Linked DNA regions of Ovis aries: region 1 is linked to region 2. The links are chromatin contacts, called in public Hi-C maps. All regions are on one chromosome and are shown on one strand. Each heading gives the region's core, a stretch centred on a gene start, on an enhancer-like site or on the middle of the called end of the contact. The rest is flanking DNA. Distances are from core to core; before and after follow the strand shown. Region 1 has its middle 57 kb from the start of PDE3B. Region 2 holds the start of PDE3B (phosphodiesterase 3B).

Region 1 (4,112 bases), core at 996-3,495, 57 kb before region 2:
AACCTGCCAGTCAATAGGAACACTAGTATGTATTAACCTTTAACATAATACTAGTTTCTCTACTGTTATATTCTTTTAGTTTTAAATTTTCTTGTATCAACCAAGCCAAACAGTTTCAAAGTAAAAAGTATCAGAGTCACTCAGGATAAAAGGTTTCAAACTTCTCAAATCAGACCTTATATGATAGCCATTTAACCCACAAGGATTCCCATTTTTTCCAGCCTCCTTAGATCTTGCAGCACAGTCTAAACTTGGCTGTCTGCCTGGGGATCTCTGGGATAAAGCCTTGGGCCAAACTGGAGAGGTTCTAATTCAGTGTATGAAACTGGGGCCTGGGATTCTGCATCTTCCAATCCCTCAGTGATTGTTGAAGAACACTGATTACACAGGCTTCATTTCAAGGGCTCAGTAGCCACATAGGCCTACTGTATCAGACAGTGGGGATACAGAACATTTCCATGACTGCTTGACATTCTAGTGAACAGTGCTGGTCTAGACCATTGAAGGTCCATAGAACTTTCACTGTGATGCATAGCAAATGTGAGCCCCCCCTTTCTTTCTCCACCTTCCCGACTCCTTTCACTCCATCTGGACTGTCCCTCCCTAGGCAGGAAACTCTCCTAGAGCCTCAGCCCCTTCTCTGACAGTTCCCTCTACCTCTTGGCCTTCATTTATTTGCTCTTTTCAGGGCCAGGATATGATGTTAGGGTCCTCTTTGCTCCCTGTAAGCGTTTCCACACTCTTGTGAAAGACTCAGCCACTTGGAGGCTAGTGCATTTGGCTATGGTCATGCTCCTCCTCCTTACAGATTTATTACCAGCCTCCTAGTCATCTCACTTGCTTATTGAACACTCATTCATGTGAACAGGCTCACGGTGTTCTTGTTTACCTCAAACCTTGCCATCATCTCAGATGATGCCAGTGTCCAGCTAACAATCGGCCCCTCAGTTCTTTGACCTTCTCATCTCCAGCTAAAACATTAAGGATAAGAGTTAACACTTGCTCTGTGCCAATCACTAGCCTAAGAAATGAACATATCCTGTATTAACTCATGGAATTCCATGACAGTCCTGCAAGATTGGTCACTGTTACTACCATCTCCGTTTTATAGATGAGGAAACAGATCTGCTGGTGGTTGTTCTGCTATTTAGTGGAGAAAGCAGGATCTCAATTCAGGCACTCTAGTTCCAGACAGTACTTGCTTTTCTACTACTCCAAACTTTCTCCTTCCAATGACAGTCTTCTGTTCACCCTCCACTGCCTCCACTTCCACTGTCGTACCCTGAACTCCACCACCTCCTCTACCTGCATCATCTTCAAATAACTCATTAAAGCATTTCATACTGTATCAACTTCCTCTTTTTACTGCCAACTAGCAAGCACTAATAGAGCCTTAAGTGCTTTTAACTTGTCAACTCATATATTCCTTTTTTATGAGTGAAGGGAGGTATTATTACTGCTATTTTACAGGAAAGGAAATTGAGGCACAAGGAAGTTAAGTAACACGTGCAATGTCACACAGCTCATCGGTGGCAAAGCTAAAATTTGAATCCAGTCAGATGAGAGTCCATATTGTCATCTCCTGTGTTAAAAATGATAAACCTGGGACTTCCTTGATGGTCCAGTGGATAAGAATCTGTCTGCCAATGCAGGGGATATGGTTTTAATTCCTGGTCCAGGAAGATTCCACATGCCACAGGGCAACTAAGCCAACGTGCCGCAACTACTGAAGCCTGAGCCCCCTAGAGCCCACCTCCGCAGCAAGAGAAGCCACCGCAGTGAGAAGCTTACATTGCAACAAGAAAGTCGCCCCACTCACTGCAGCTAGAGAAAAGCCTGCACATAACAATAAAAACTCGGTGCAGTCAAAAATAAATAAATAATAAATTTTTAAAAAAGAATGATAACCTGGAGTTGTGGGGGAAATCATTTTCACCTGCCTTTCCCCCCCCCCCCAAAATATCCATGCCTATCCTCCAGTTTTATTTTATTTTATTTTTAAATTTTATTTTTACTATCCTCCAGTTTTAAATGTTTGTTTGTTTTCTGTTTTGAAAGAGCCTCTCAGATGATTTGGACATTTATTTCACCTTGAGAATCACAAATTAGATTCTCTGGGCAACCTCCCACTCTGGTGTTCTGGTCAAGTTCGATTCACTGCTGTCCTGCCAGCTGTGGTCAGGACAGCTTCACACAAACAGGTCAGGGCTAGGCCTGGGAGTGGAGGCATTGTGACCAGCACAGCTGAATGAAAAAAGCCTCAGTATCAATAGCCTGAAGAGGCTGAGGCAAGCAGGGCTGGACCAATTTCTTCATGGCTATGTAATTCCTGCTATGTTTTTTTCTCATGTCCATCTGATTCAGTCCAACAGCCAGGAAGAGGAGCAACTGCTTTGCTGTGGATTGCTCAGAGCCGCAAGCAATCTGTGCTCATTAATGTGATGGCTTCTAAAACAAGAAGAAAGCAGAATGAAAAGAAGGAAAGCAGAGAAGGTAGTCTTGGCATAGTTCCAGGGGAAAAGCAGTCTGGCTGAAACTGTTCAGTTCCCTTGGCCAGGAAGCAGCAATCTACGTAAACAGGAAGTAGAGAAGGTTGAGGGAGAGGGCAGTGGTTAGCTGGTGAGAGCAAGAGCTGACACCAGATGGGTCTAAGTGGTTACATGTAAATGTGACTGACATAGGCCAGGACTCTGCATGCGAACCTTTTTGGCTGTCTCCTGAGAGACCTTGTTTCCCCAGGATGTCTCTGTAGTATGTGTTGGGTCCTATTCTCAAATGGATAAATCTTTGACCACCTGTGTTTGTTTGTTTGTTTGTTTTTGCTAATTGGGTGCTGGGTATCATTTATTTCATTTAATAATCTAAACCAGGGGTCCCCAACCTCTGGGAACTAATGCCTGATGATATGAAATGGAGCTGATGTAATAAGTCATAGAAATAAAACGCACAGTAAATGTAATGCACTTGAATCATCTTGAAAACATCCCCCCACCCCCACCTAGGTCCACTGAAAAACTGTCTTCCATGAAACTTGTGCCTGATGCCAAAAAGGTTGGGGACTGCTGATCTAAACACTCTGTGATGACATGATTACTATTTCCATGCTTTTAGGTGGAGAAAATTGGCTCAGAGAGGTTGTTAACTTACCCAAATTCATTTGCATTCTACCATTTAGCTCAGACAGTAAAGCATTTGTCTACAATGCGGGAGACCTGGGTTCGATCCCTGGGTAGGGAAGATTCCCTGGAGAAGGAAACGGCAACTCACTCCAGTACTCTTGCCTAGAAAATCCCATGGACAGAGGAGCTTGGTGCAGGCTACTGTCCATGGGGTCGCAAAGAGTCGGGCACGACCGAGCAACTTCACTTCACTTCACTTCACTGCATTTATAGAATGGTAGAAGTTTTGAAACTTGTCTTCCCTCTGAAAAGTGACTTTCACGTACAACTTATTAGAAATAAGCTGTCCAAGTTTCCTAAGCATGCTGTAACAAATGATCATGAACCTGGTGGTAAAACAACCACCAGCTCGTTTATTTTCTCATCATTCTGGAGGCCGGAAGTCTGAAATCAAGGTGTCGGCAGGGCCACACTTCTGAAGGCTCTGGGGGAGAAGCCTTCCTTTCCTCTTTCAGCTTCTGGGGGTTCCAGGTGTTCTTCAGCTTGTGCTACGTCGCTTCAATCTCTTCCTTCTTCTTGGTCCCTGTCTTCTTCTCTTCTGTCTCTGATGAGGACATTCATCAGGCTGATCTCATCTCAATATCCTTAATTACAACTGCAAAGACTCTTTCCAAATCAGGGGGCCAGATACAAGGACACGGACATAAGTTTTGGGGGGCTGCCATTGAACCATCTACCAAGGTTATCATTATTAATATAGTCATGAAGATTTTGTAGTGTTTTAATTAGAACCACAGAACTGAGAGCTTATCAGACACTTACTCCCATAGCCAGCCCCATTCTTCTTCTTGTTCGTTGGCTGTATCGGGTCTTAGTTGCAGCACACGGGAGCTTTGGTGCATCATGCGGAATCTTTCATTGTGGTTCATGGACTGTCTAGTTGTGGTTCCTGGAGCACAAGGGTTCAGTATTTGCAGCACACGGGCTTAATTG
Region 2 (4,170 bases), core at 1,136-3,635:
TCAGTCCTTCCAATGAGTATTCCGAGTTGATTCCCCTTGAGATTGACTGGCTTGATCTCCTTGCTGTCCAAGGGACTCTCAGGAGTCTTCTCTAGCAACACAGTTTGAATGCATCAATTCTTTGGTGCTCTGCCTTATTTATTACTCTTAGCAATACTTGGATCCTAAAAATGCCTATATATCACAGCTTTTTAAAACTGGAAGTGATTTTAAGATCATCGAAATGAAATTGCTTCACTTTATAACTGTGGACACTGAGGCCTGTAAAAGTTACATGACTTGCTTAATGCTGGGGTATGAATGGCTGGGCCATGACTAGAAACAATGAAATGGATTTCTAGTTTACCACTATTTCCATTACCATGCTTATCCTACTTCAGATGATAACCTAAGCTTTTAAAACAACAGTAATAACAACTGTATTTATTAACAAAAACTTTAATCTGAATTTATTATACCAGAGCAATTTATTATTTCCAATGAGAATTTATAATGGGCATTTCAGTGATGCTGACACTAGCTTGCCATACCCTTCTGTACAAGCTCAAAATGTATCCATCAAGCTTCCTAATTTACTCTTTGACTGGTAATGATGAGTCCTGTTTATTTTTAAATACATTTTAAAATGTATTTGCAGAGTTCTGTTGAAATGAGATATTTTTAAAAAGAATTTCAACTGTCCTGGTGAAAAAAAAGACCCCATGGATTTTCATCTCTTAGGGCAAGCATTTGAGTAATTAATTTGAAAACTCTATTACATATTTTTTCCTTTATCTAAGAGGCAGACAAAAATTCTGGTCTTTTTTCATCTTGGTCCAATTCTTGTGCTAATTTCACTGTGATTTCTGCTATGCATGTGAACTATGACCATATACAAAAATGGTCTTGGCTGTGGGCAAAGATTAATTGGTGAAAAATGGGCCTGTTTGTGGGATTTACCACACAGTAAGGTTTCACATCTCCCTGGAAAAATGTGGAATTAGCTCTTTGAGAAATGCAGGCCTGTCATGAGGTGCAAGGGAGAGTTTTGGAGGAGGGAAACACAGTTCAGTCACTAAGGTAGTTATGATTGGTGAGATTCCAGAGCAGTCCCTTCCATACAGCAGTTTTTCCCGCTTTCGAGTCCGTGTTTCCCACATGTAGCTAGTTTCATCAGTAATTCACAGATAGCATCTTATTTGGCTTCTTTTACGGCCAACTGATCCAAACCTGGCAATGGTCTTGGAGTGAACTCCTAATCCTCCCATTCCCTCCACCCCCAATATGTAGTTACAGAGAAAAGCCTTCAATGTGGGAAGATCTTTTCGACAACAGATTTTCCATGCTTGCTGAGGCAGAAACAGATGTGGACCCACTGTTAGTTTGGCAAGGGTGCAGGGACGATGGGACGGTAGCTCCTCCCTGAGGAAGACAAACTCGGTAATACCGACTAGGATGCTCCCAGGGAACGCTCCACGTGCGTGCTCCTCCCTAAAGCGCCACTGCAAGGGCCTGCTGCATGGCCCAAGAATCCACGCTCCTGTTGAGGACAGACCTAGCCACAGTGATCAAGGCTTATTCCCCATGACTTTGGTGGGGACTGGCACTTACCAGGTCGCAGCTCGGCTCGGACAGCCCAAGGGTCCACCCCAAACTGGAATGGGAGTAAAGGCGGGACCCGTCGCCTCCCCACCTCAACTCGGTTTCTCTACTGGGCACTCCCCTTGGGGACCATAAGCGCCCTCTTTCCCTACGCCCCCCGTGGTGACCTGTCGGAGCTTGCCTGAGGTCTGTGACTTACCCCAAAGGAACCTGAGTGCCTGGGGGGATCCCAGGATGGCGGGCTTGCCCCTTTCTATCCGAAAAGGATCCCTCCCATCCCTCCCAACCTAGATCGGTCTCCGGGCGGCCGCAAGCCGCGCTCTCCCCAGTCTGGGCACGCTGAGACGGCTGGGGTCCCCAGCCCGCGACGGGGCAGGCGGCCGGCAGGAGCGGCGGCGCCCTGGGCTGCCGGACGGGCCGGGGCGCGGGCGCGCGCAGGCGGGCGGGCGGGCGGGGCGCGCACCCGGCCGGGGCAGCGGCGGGGGAGGAGCGCCCGCCCGCCGCTCGCGCGCCCAACGGACCAGGCTGGGGCCGAGAGGTAACTGTTGCAGCCCGCGGGAGCCGGGAGGCGACGCCGACGCTCCAGTCCCAAGAAGTGCCCGGGGGAACAGGAAGGGGGCGGGGTCCGGCCGCCGAAGTCCCGGAGAGGAGCCCCCCTCCGCCCCTCTTTCTCAGCCAGCATGTCCCGGACCCCGCCGCTCCTCCACCCGCGCGGCGGGGACCCCGGGCCGCGGCGGCGGGCGCAGCCCTGACGCGCCGCCGAGCCGGGGGGCGCTCCGAGCGTGGGGGCCAGGCGGGAGGGAGCGCGAGCGGCCGCTGCGGTCCGAGCGGGGCGTGCCGAGCCCCCGCGGCCACCGGGCGTCCCGGCCATGAGGAGGGACGAGCGAGACGCCAAAGCCATGCGGTCCCCGCCGCCGCCGGACGGGGCCGCCTCGCCCCCCGAGAGTGTGAGGAACGGCTACGTGAAGGGCTGCGTGAGCCCCCTGCGGCAGGACCCTCCGCGCGGCTTCTTCTTCCACCTCTGCCGCTTCTGCAACGTGGAGCTGCTGCTGCCGCCGCCCGCCTCCCCTCAGCAGCCGCGGCGCGGCTCCCCCTTCTCCCGGGCGCGCCTCTCGCTGGGCGCCTTGGCCGCCTTTGTCCTCGCCCTGCTGCTCGGCTCGGGGCCCGAGAGCTGGGCTGCCGGGGCCGCCCGGTTGCGGACCCTGCTGAGCGTCTGCTCGCACAGCCTCAGCCCCCTCTTCAGCATCGCCTGTGCCTTCTTCTTCCTCACCTGCTTCCTGACCCGGACCAAGCGGGGCGCCGGGCCGGGCCGGAGCGGCGGCGGCTCCTGGTGGCTGCTGGCACTCCCCGCCTGCTGTTACCTGGGGGACTTCTTGGTGGGGCAGTGGGAATCCTGGTCTCGGGGGGACGGAGACGCCGGGGCCCCGGTCCCGCACACACCCCCAGCGGTGGCGGGCCGGTGGTTCTTGGTGCTGAGCTGCGTGGGCTTGCTGACGCTCGCGCAGCCGGGGAGGCTCCGGCACAGCATCGTGGTGCTGCTCTTCTCCAGCTTCGTCTGGTGGGTGTCCTTCACCAGCCTTGGGGCGCTGCCTCCAGCCCTCCGGCCCCTGCTGTCCTGCCTGGTGGGGGGCGTCGGCTGCCTGCTGGCCCTGGGGCTGGATCACTTCTTTCAAATCAGGGAAGCTCCCCAGCAACCTCAGTTGTCCAGTACCGCGGAAGAAAAAGTGCCTGTGATCAGACCCCGGAGGAGGTCCAGCTGCGTGTCATTCGGAGAAACTTCAGGCGGTTACTATGGCAGTTGCAAAATGTTCAGGAGACCTTCTTTGCCTTGCATCTCGAGAGAACAGGTATGTTTCCAGAAAGGCAAGGTTTGCTAAGGAAAGGAGGGCGGTTTTATCGCTTCAGTTCCCGAATTGAATTAGTGCGTTTGAAAGCTTGTTTACTTCCAGGGTAAAAAAAAGAAAAAAGAAAAGTTTTATTCTGGAAATAACTCCTAAAATACAGGAAGCTTAGAAAAACAAAAAAAACGCAGAAATACCATTTATCTTTGAATAGAAATGAAATAGCAGACTAAGCATGCTACACTTTTTAAAGAGTTTGTTTATGCAGTAGATGCGTTCTCAAGAATGGAGCGAATTATTTGAAGAATGTAATTTTGGTGTCATTTATTTGTTGCTGTAATAATGGTGCTGTTTCCCTCAAAGATAACATACAGCCGTTAGAATGAGTGAATATATAGATGTGCGAATTTTAATCAGGGTGATTTCATTATTCTTGATAATAGAGAGGACAAATCTTAGGTCTTACAATTAATAGAAAAGTGATGAGTTTTGGAACAGAGACTTGTTAACTTAGATGAAAAGACCGTTGGGGATAATTTTAAGAGGTTTCTTCCCCCACCCCCACCCCAAATTTCAGCAGTAAGAAGCTAATATAATCTTTTACAGACTAACTCTTGGTCCTGTGTGTTTGTTGCATAATTAGGAGAATGTTGTAACAATTTAACCTTTAGTCTTAGTAATGTTTGGAAATATACCAAAAACATTTACAATTTATTTTCCTGTAGGTTTACTTTTTTTTTTTAAGGAA

Evidence for each region. Hi-C and Micro-C count contacts between places; a contact is called where the count stands out from the background.
Region 1: a contact with region 2 is called in a Hi-C map of blood, with 1.9 times the contacts expected there. The contact joins the enhancer-like site here to the promoter of PDE3B in region 2. A contact is called at or near these places in 4 of 16 Hi-C or Micro-C datasets (all in blood).

Annotation. Positions count from the first base shown.
Region 1 is chr15:37,895,689-37,899,800 of ARS-UI_Ramb_v3.0, reverse strand. No RefSeq gene overlaps it. Among named protein-coding and RNA genes, the nearest start is that of PDE3B, 57 kb to the right of the region's middle. Within about 2 kb of position 2,245, at least 14 of the 54 cell types and tissues checked have an H3K27ac peak or open chromatin away from gene starts, as enhancers often do.
Region 2 is chr15:37,839,073-37,843,242 of ARS-UI_Ramb_v3.0, reverse strand. It overlaps PDE3B (phosphodiesterase 3B), which reads left to right and starts at 2,385. Exons shown (of 14, transcript XM_042233027.2): 1 at 2,385-3,428. The coding sequence starts at 2,451.